3 separate regions of the Sus scrofa genome follow, and all the other regions are linked to region 2. A link is a contact called in public Hi-C and promoter capture Hi-C data. All regions are on one chromosome and are shown on one strand. The core of a region is the stretch at or near the end of the contact, and the rest is flanking DNA. Distances in the headings are between cores, read along the strand shown. Region 1 holds the start of DNAJC2 (dnaJ homolog subfamily C member 2). Region 2 holds the start of LOC106504991. Region 3 holds the start of SYPL1 (synaptophysin-like protein 1).

Region 1 (2,700 bases), core at 103-2,602, 1.6 Mb before region 2:
AAACTGAAACTCTTACACCCATAAAGCAACACTTCAACATTTCCACCTCCCTTCTAGCAACCGTCATTCTACTTTAAATTTCTGTGAATTTGACTACTATAGGTACCTCATATAAGTGAAATCACACACCAGTGATCTTTTTGTGACTTATTTACTCAGGATCATGTCTTAACAATTATAATATGTCAGAATTTCTTTCCTTTTTAGGGTTGGGAATAACAGTCCATTGTGTGCACATTTTATTTTTCCATTCATCTGTTGCCTGGGTTGCTTCCACATTTAGACTGTTGTGAATAATGTTGCTGTGAGCATGGAAGAACAAATACCTCTTTGAGACCCTGCTTTCAATTATTTTGTGTATATACCTAGAACTAGAAGTGCTGGTTCATTTGATAATTCTATTTTTAACTTTTTGAGGTATTGCAATACTGTATTCCATAGTGGTTACGCCTTTTTATATTCCCACCAGCAGTACACAAGGTTTCCATTTTCTCCACATCCTCCCAACACTTTTTTCTTCGGGTAGTCGCCACTCTAATGGGTAAAAAGTGGTATCTCACGGTTTTGATTTGCAACCCCCCAGGGTCTAGTGATGTTGAGCATCTTTTCATGTGCTTATTAAGCACTTGTATAACTTCTTTGAAGAGATGTCCATTCAAGTACACTGTTTGTTGAAAAAAGACCAATTGTTTGTTTTCTTGTTATTGAGTTTTACTTATTTATGTATTCTGGATATTAACCTATTGCCAGATATATGAGTTATAAATATTTTCTCCCATCCTGTGGGTTGCATTTTTACTCTACGGACTGTGTACAGAAGGGTCAGGCTTTTCATTATTATTACTGTTTTCATTTCTAAATTCTACAATTGTTTCCTAACTGCTCTCTTCCATTCCTCATCTTCCAAATTAATTTCTTTCAAAACCTGCTCTTTACCCTGACCATCGTTATCACTGTATGGCAGCAGGCTCAAAAATTGAAACCACCTACTTTCTCATCCCTTGTTAACATCAAATTAATGAACAACTCCTATTTACCTTCACTCTATTTGTAAATCTAGCCCGTACTCATCGCGTAACTAATTATGCTACGTACTTCACACTGTTATTTTATGCACCCACAATGCTGTGAGTTCACGGGGAAATTAACACCAAAATTCAAGAAATTACCCAAGAGTACAGAGTAAATGATTAAAGCAGGATTTAAACTCAGCACCTGAGCCTGAGTTGGTCTTGAAATCTGTTGCTCGGGGAACTGCCCATGGTGCGGGACCAGGTTAGACCTTAGACCAACGCTTCCTTCCAACAGGAAATCCCACGTACTGTCATTAACTGCGATCTGAAGCCAGCGCGGGTCCAGAGCGCTCTTCCGCCTGGCGCGGCTGTAAAAGGGCCCGCAGATCCAGCTTTACTTCCGGTGGGGAAGGGAGAGGGAGGGCACCACCGGAAACGAGGAAGGTGCTGTGTAATCACACGGGTCCCGAGGCACTTGGAGCTCCTAAAATGCCGGACTACCTCGGTGCCGATCAGCGGAAAACCAAAGAAGATGAGAAGGACGATAAGCCCATCCGAGGTCAGTTTACGCCGGCTGGAGCTCCGGGCCGGGGCGGGACCAGTCTTGGTCCCCGGGGTGAGGGGTGGGGTGTGGGGGCTGGATTCCTGCTCCGGGCTTGGCGCTCCGTCGCTTTTGTGGGGCTAGTGATCTAGTTTGGGGGCGGCGGCCGGGTTGACCTCCCTGTTTTCTCCGTTCCCCTCTTCCAGCTCTAAGTTCCATACTCATCTCCAGCTGGTCGAAGTTCTTATATTTAGCTCTCAGGCTTTAAGTCATGTACCCCTCTTGGCCTTGCAGGCCTCGAAATGTTCTCCTGGCGGCGCTTGGTCAACCCCGCTGGATCCTCTTTACTGTCTTACCTCCCCCTCAGGTGACAGTTTGCTGCTATCACTGTGTTGCCAGGATCCTGAGACATTGTTTTCTTTTTTAAAAAACATTTCTTTGACATGAATTCACATGGTTCAAAACCCTAAGGACAGGAAAGGACAGATTGAAAAGTGTCTCATCCTTGACCCTAGCTACCTCTTACACACGAAGGCAACTGATGTTGCCATTTTGCTTTATTTTTCTAGACATTGGCTATGTATATACAAGCAAGTTTGCCTATATATTCCTTTTATATTTTTCTACATAAGTGTTACATGATTTACCTGTGCCTTTTAAGACCGTCTTAGTATGCTTTAGGGATAAGTTCATATCATTTAGAGTCCGTGTTGTCTGTATGGTATTCCCAGTTATTAGGTGTTCAGCAGCGCTGATGGACGTTTCGTTTGCTTCCAAACTATTGGCCAGTATAGAGCAATGAGTAACCTTGTTCATATAACCTTGACCACACGCACAAACACAAGCTGTAGGGTAAATTTTAGAAATGAAGTGGTAATCTTTACAGGTAGTCCTGGATTACTCTCCTTAGAGACTATGCACTTGACCCTTGACCCGCAGCACTTCTGTACTTGATTTCTTCACAGTAGCCCTTCTTATAGAATCCTCTTTATGCCATTTTCTTTTGTCCCTTATAGGCTCTTTTTAAATGTTTTTATGGTGGTTTTTGGTTGTCTTGTCTCTCACTCTTTCCTCCCTAAATACTTTCAACCTCTTCTAGCACCCTTTCTTAGTTTCCACCCACCCATCAGAGAGAGCACTTCCTCT
Region 2 (2,700 bases), core at 66-2,565:
TCACCGATATCCAGACTTGAGGGCTACTCAGGGAAAAGGGATAAAGAACCAATCCCACCAAATTCCGAAACTTCCCCAAACCTTCAGTGAATTGTTGAATGCATCTGTTGTGAAACAGACGGAGACTCTGTCCACCTCTCTGCCTCCAGTTGGCCGTCTTCGAGCCTCCCTGGAGAGGCAACGGCGGGCAGCAGCCCACAAGCAAAATGGCGGCAGGCAGCTTCGTCCCCTCCCCCTCTGCCCCTGCGGAGCGGGGCGGGCGGGCCCCGTGCACTTGCCGCCGCCGCGGCCGCCGCCGCCGCCGCCGCCGCGGCCGCCGCCGCCGTCGCCGCCATTTTCCCAGAGCGAGCGGCAGTGACACTGAGCGGGCGCAGGGGGCCGAGTCGGAGACCGTGCCGGAGTCGGGAGCGGCAACAGAGGGGGCATAGACACTCTGAGCAGCCTCGCCGTCGCCTCTGCGTTCCTGCTGACTGCTTCGGTGCCCCCTCCCCTACTCCTCGGTTGCTGGTGAAGAGGCTTCGCGCTGCTGTTTGGGGAGGGGTGTGTGGAGCCGGGTCCTGTGTCCGCAGTGGCTGCTATCGGGGGGTCGCCTGACCGCGGAGGTGTGGAGAGACTCCTTGGGGGTCGAGCACATAACGGGGTTCGGGTGTCTGGTGTGTGAACATCGCAGGTCAGTGCCTGTCGTCTCCTTGGGAGTTCATGGGGCTTGCGGGATGGAGAGACGTGTGTTTCCAGGGGGAGGGGGCTTTCTCATCTTTATCCTTCCGGGGGGGCGGGGGGGAATCGACGTTGGCTCTCAGGTGTCTTGGCGGGGGCAAGACGTTGCTCGTTTGAATCGAATTTATTCTTTTTCCTCCCTGTCCCTAGAAAGGGAGCATTATGGCGGGTTTTAGGGTTGGGGAAGGGGGAAACTGGCAGTTAAACCCCCTAGAGAGTGGGAGTTAGGGAGGGGGCGCACTCCTCGCCGGCAGCGGGTTAGGGCCGCTTGGGTGAGGAGGGAGGCTTCTGACTGTTAGTGGGGTTTGTGCTCGAAGAGGTCCCAGGAGCTGCCAGCTCTCCCTTTCCTCTGCCGCATCTTGTTCAGGTGCTGGGAACCCGTATAGGCCCCATTTTCTTCTGCTACTTCCATTCTTGCCGGGCAGTCTGTGGCTTAATTTTCTCATAAATGCAAAGGGGGTGGAAAGAACGCCCTGGGTCTCTCCCTTTGTGGGAGAACGAGACCGCTCCTCATCTTCCCCGGGAGAGGGTAAACCCGCCCCTGAGGTGGTCACCCCAGTACCCAGCCTTCTCAGTCTCCTCCCCCACTCCTCTTGCATTATCGCCGTCCTTTACTGTACCGGAGGCTTAGAAGCCACAATATGGCACATTTCAGGAAAGCTGATTTTGACCAAGGGATTGGCACAAACACTGTGGCAGCAGGCACAGAAGAGAAACAAACGGTTCACTGTGCTAAACGGGGGAGGGGGAGAGAGAAAACAATCCGGAGGGCTCTCTTCCACCGGCCTCCGTTCGGTAGAGATCCGTTCTTGCCAGACTCTGTCTCAAGAACGATACAGTTTAAAGTCGAAGGGAAATCGCTGGAGTTAGCTTTAGAGTAAACCCCGTTTTGCCCATTTCCCCCCCTTTTTAGAGATGTGAATAGCGTAAGGTATTTGGAGTTCTGGAGACCTTGGAGAGAATTAAGTGAGGTGCATTCAACTCTGGACTGGAGACATCAGTACCTAATTGGCAGACAGTCCGTTTTTTCCTTGAATCTCAGAGATGGGCAGTAAAAAGTGAAATTTCCCTCTTTTGTCCTTTACAGATTCTAAAAATGGCGGCCCCAGGCTGATGTTGTGGTAATCTAATCAGCTCGGGTCCTCCACACCCCATGCAGTGCGTTTGTCTGCAGCATATTACAGGCTTATTATGTTTACATGAAAAGACTGGTTTTTGTTTTTTTTTTTCTTCCCCAATCCGTTTACACAAGTGTGTTGATTTTACTGCAAATTACAATGCTGTGTTTTAGTTGATTAATTTTATGGGTTTTTCCTGAGAGGCAAATGAAATGACACCACTTTTGAAAAAAATAAAAACACTCAGGTAGCCTTAGAAATTTCAGTAATGAGGCTGGGTGTTCTTGAATATTTTTAAAAAAATTATTTGGGGACAAAAAACAGTTTCTGTTTGGTTTAGCCCAAGCGTCTATTATTCAGTAACAAAGTAAATTAAAATATTTAGCAAGTGTAAAGTATTACACTATTTTGTATGATTAAACGTTTTAATCTGGAGTGGAACGTTTCCCATCCAACTCTTGACCAGTTTTTTGAATTTTGGTTTTTGTACTCTTTGAGTTTAATTTTTAGGGAGCTGTACAAACAAGCCTAAACCTGTTACTTCACTGGGTGTGGAGATACTTGTTCTCACTATTATATTTTGCATCCATTTTTCCCATATATTAAAGCATTCCTTAGGAATTCCTTAGATTAATTAATTGTGAATTTGATAAAGTGGAGTTCCATGCTTTGTTGCCCTTTGAAATTGTCTTCTAGCATGCTGTCAGAATTCTGTAAGTAAAAAAGTGAGGCTGTAGTTCTTAATTTTTTTTCCTTCCCAAACATGCCCATTTATCCCACCTGTTATGGGATGTGGGATTTAGTCTGTTTTAGTAGACTTTAAATTAAAACCATATCAATAATAGGGTCTTGAATCCATTTTGTG
Region 3 (2,700 bases), core at 16-2,515, 1.1 Mb after region 2:
GAAACATCCTCGGCAGGTTATTTAAAACGGGGAATCAGAAGTTCTTACCCTTCACCAGTTTATCACTAAAATATGGGGTTGAAGAGTTACGGACGTAAATACGGCTAGCTGTAAAAGCAACTTGCCTGCACGCTGTACAGACGCCAGCTGCCTATTAATACAGGCCTAAAAACCAGCCCTGGAACACGGGCTAGGCCACGAAGTCTGAAGGTAATGTGCAGTGCCTGGTGCATTCACTAACTCCTCCGCAGTGACTGATCATTACCAAGGTCGAAGTAATAAATCTCCTTTGATGTTAATGATTGAGAGTGTTCCCTGACTGCAGGATGTTGCTGGGAAATACCCCAAATAAATTTGATGGCGATTCCTAACTTGTGTTTAAGTGGATCAGACTATCAAGAACACGTTTTGTTCAAAGACCCTCTCCCCTACTCCCCTACCCCCGTCCGCTTCCCTGACCCACAGTTTACTTTTATCCATATTTAACTTAGAGGCAATCTTAAAAGCAAATTAACTGAGAGCTCGTCAAATCACTTTGGGAAGGCGCACTAGCTTTCGAAGGAGCGTGGCCTCAAGTTAGCCCAGGGCAGCAACACACAGGCTGACCCTTTCCACCCGGGTACAGAGGCACCGCCGGCCGCAAAGCGACTTCGGTCCGTCGGGTTTCGGTTAGACCGCAACAGGAAGTTTTCTCTTCCCTTGCGGGAAGCAGTGAAGCCAAAGAGAAATTTGAAGCACCACTCCCCCGGGACACCGAGGTGAGCTTGGGTGTGGGAGGGCGGCTCCCCCCGGCCGGACGCAGCCGAGGCACCCGTGATTCGTCGCGACCGCATCGTCCCCGCCCCGCGCGGGCCCAGGCCGCGGCCACCGTCCCCTCCCCGTGCGTGCAGTCCCGACCCTTCCCGTCCCGTCCCGGGGACGACGGCAGCTTAGGGGTCCGCCCGGGCGGGGCGGCGTCTGGGATCCCGGGGCGCCGCCCCGCCCCCGCCACCTCCCAGCCGAGGGCGCTGGCCGGCTGTAGTGGCAGCAGGAGCGGGCGCGGAGGCGCGATTCCCCGCCTCGCCGGAGCGGGCTGCACTCACCAATTCGAGGACTTTGATGAAGCCGAGCGGCTCCTTGAGCGGGTTGAGGTTGAGCTGGAAGGAGGACATCCTCTGAGGGAAGGAGGGAAAGAGTCAGGACGGCGGACAGGAGGAGGAGGGGGACGGACGAGACCAGCAGCCAGGCCGCGAGGAAGGGCAGGCGGGGCGGGCTCCGGGAGGCGGGCCTGGGAGGCGGCCTGGGAGGCGGACCTGGGAGGCCGCGGGGCGGGGCGGCGGCGGTTGAGCCGCTGGCCGAAGCGCTGGGGCGGAGAGAAGGAGGGGCGGCCGCGGGAGGCGGGGGCGGGGCAGGGGCAGGGAAGGGGCGGTGCCTCCCTGGGCCTCACCTGGCCCAGCCGGCTGATCCTCTGGCGAACCAAGTAGATGTTGGACGCCATGCTGCTTGCGCCGCGCCCCCTTCCCTCAAGTCCTGCCCCCGGCGTTCGGGTTTCTGTCGCGCATGCGTGCCCCCACCCTGCGCCTGCGTAGCGGGGGCCGTTACCTCGCGCCCAGCCCAAGTTTCCGCTTCGTGGTCTCACCACCTCGCCGTACCAAGTTCTTTTCCTCCGGCTTACCGCCACAGTTCCCAACTTTTAGGTGGATTTAAAAAAATATTGACACAGATGAAGCCGCATTTCAAGGCTGGTGTTAGGGACCTGTTGTCAAACTGGTGGAAAGTTATTGCAGAACAACGGACTTTGAGCGACAGAAGTGTAGGGTATCTCTGTCAGAAGCGTCATTCACCAAATATTCTTATGGAAATTAACTTTGTCAAAGCCATCTTTGGAGTTAGGCTTGAGAGATGTAGGAGAAAGGTTATACCTACCAGAAAATGGCTTACCCACCTGTCCTACCCTGTCCATTAAGTTCTCCGCGTGGGAAGCTCTTGGAGTCTTTCTACGGAAGACTAATTCCTGCTTTCCCTTCAAGAGTCGCCTTGGGTGACACTTCCTGGCATCCAGTTATCCGAGCCCCGAAGTAATGATCTCCTTACTGCCTTCCCCCAAATCTAGGAAGATTGGAGAGCTGGAATGCTGGCGGCTTGGCGTGTATGGTAAGATGGCTAACACCATGTAGCAATACATGGAGAAGAAAGGAATTTCGCACAGTAGAATCTCCTACCAACGTCTGAGCAGTGATCTATGAATTAGCAGGTTCCTTGCGATTGAAGTCATTCCGCTCTTATTGACTGTCTTTCTAGGAAGCTAATCCTTTCTCATCTGAGACTGGTTTACCTACTTACTTGCTTCCCAGAGAGTGCAAAGAATGTATTTCAATTTTCTGGTCCACACTCTTACTCTTTTTATCCTGACTTCCACTTCTCAGTCCTCAGCACAGCCTTATTTATGTTCAGTGGGCACCTAGTGAATGATGGCAGATTCCTCTTTCTAAACAAAAAGGCATCAGAGATGCCCCTCAAGGCAGAATCAGTGGAAAGTAACATACATTGGTACCCAGTGCATCTGAGACCACTGGTAAGTGATAATCCAAGTTTTTCTGCTTACTCTTTTATTTTATTTTTTTTAAATTTTGTTTCTGCACCTTTTCTTCCTGCACCCCGGTTTTGGGATCCCCAAGGTAGTGATCTCCTTAACAACTTCCTTGCTACTCTTCTTTTTGT

The links. Promoter capture Hi-C pulls out the DNA fragments that hold promoters and counts their contacts. Hi-C and Micro-C count contacts between places; a contact is called where the count stands out from the background.
Region 1: a contact with region 2 is called in a promoter capture Hi-C map of liver, with 2.5 times the contacts expected there. The contact joins the promoter of DNAJC2 here to the promoter of LOC106504991 in region 2. A contact is called at or near these places in 1 of 5 promoter capture datasets (liver) and 1 of 2 datasets of contacts at active chromatin or transcription factors (alveolar macrophages).
Region 3: a contact with region 2 is called in a Hi-C map of liver, with 3 times the contacts expected there. The contact joins the promoter of SYPL1 here to the promoter of LOC106504991 in region 2. A contact is called at or near these places in 1 of 5 promoter capture datasets (liver) and 2 of 47 Hi-C or Micro-C datasets (heart right ventricle and liver).

The regions. Positions count from the first base shown.
Region 1 is chr9:103,361,247-103,363,946 of Sscrofa11.1, forward strand. DNAJC2 (dnaJ homolog subfamily C member 2) reads right to left here and starts at 1,353. Exons shown (of 17, transcript XM_005667716.3): 1 at 1,216-1,353. PSMC2 (proteasome 26S subunit, ATPase 2) reads left to right here and starts at 1,438. Exons shown (of 12, transcript NM_001245008.1): 1 at 1,438-1,572. The coding sequence starts at 1,503.
Region 2 is chr9:104,911,490-104,914,189 of Sscrofa11.1, forward strand. LOC106504991 reads right to left here and starts at 1,316. Exons shown (of 3, transcript XM_013979822.2): 1 at 1,011-1,316; 2 at 82-705. The coding sequence starts at 1,316. All of the region lies in intron 1 of KMT2E (histone-lysine N-methyltransferase 2E), which reads left to right.
Region 3 is chr9:105,983,907-105,986,606 of Sscrofa11.1, forward strand. It overlaps SYPL1 (synaptophysin-like protein 1), which reads right to left and starts at 1,266. Exons shown (of 5, transcript XM_021063515.1): 1 at 1,083-1,266. The coding sequence starts at 1,151. LOC106504993 (a long non-coding RNA gene) reads left to right here and starts at 1,354. Exons shown (of 2, transcript XR_002335905.1): 1 at 1,354-2,554.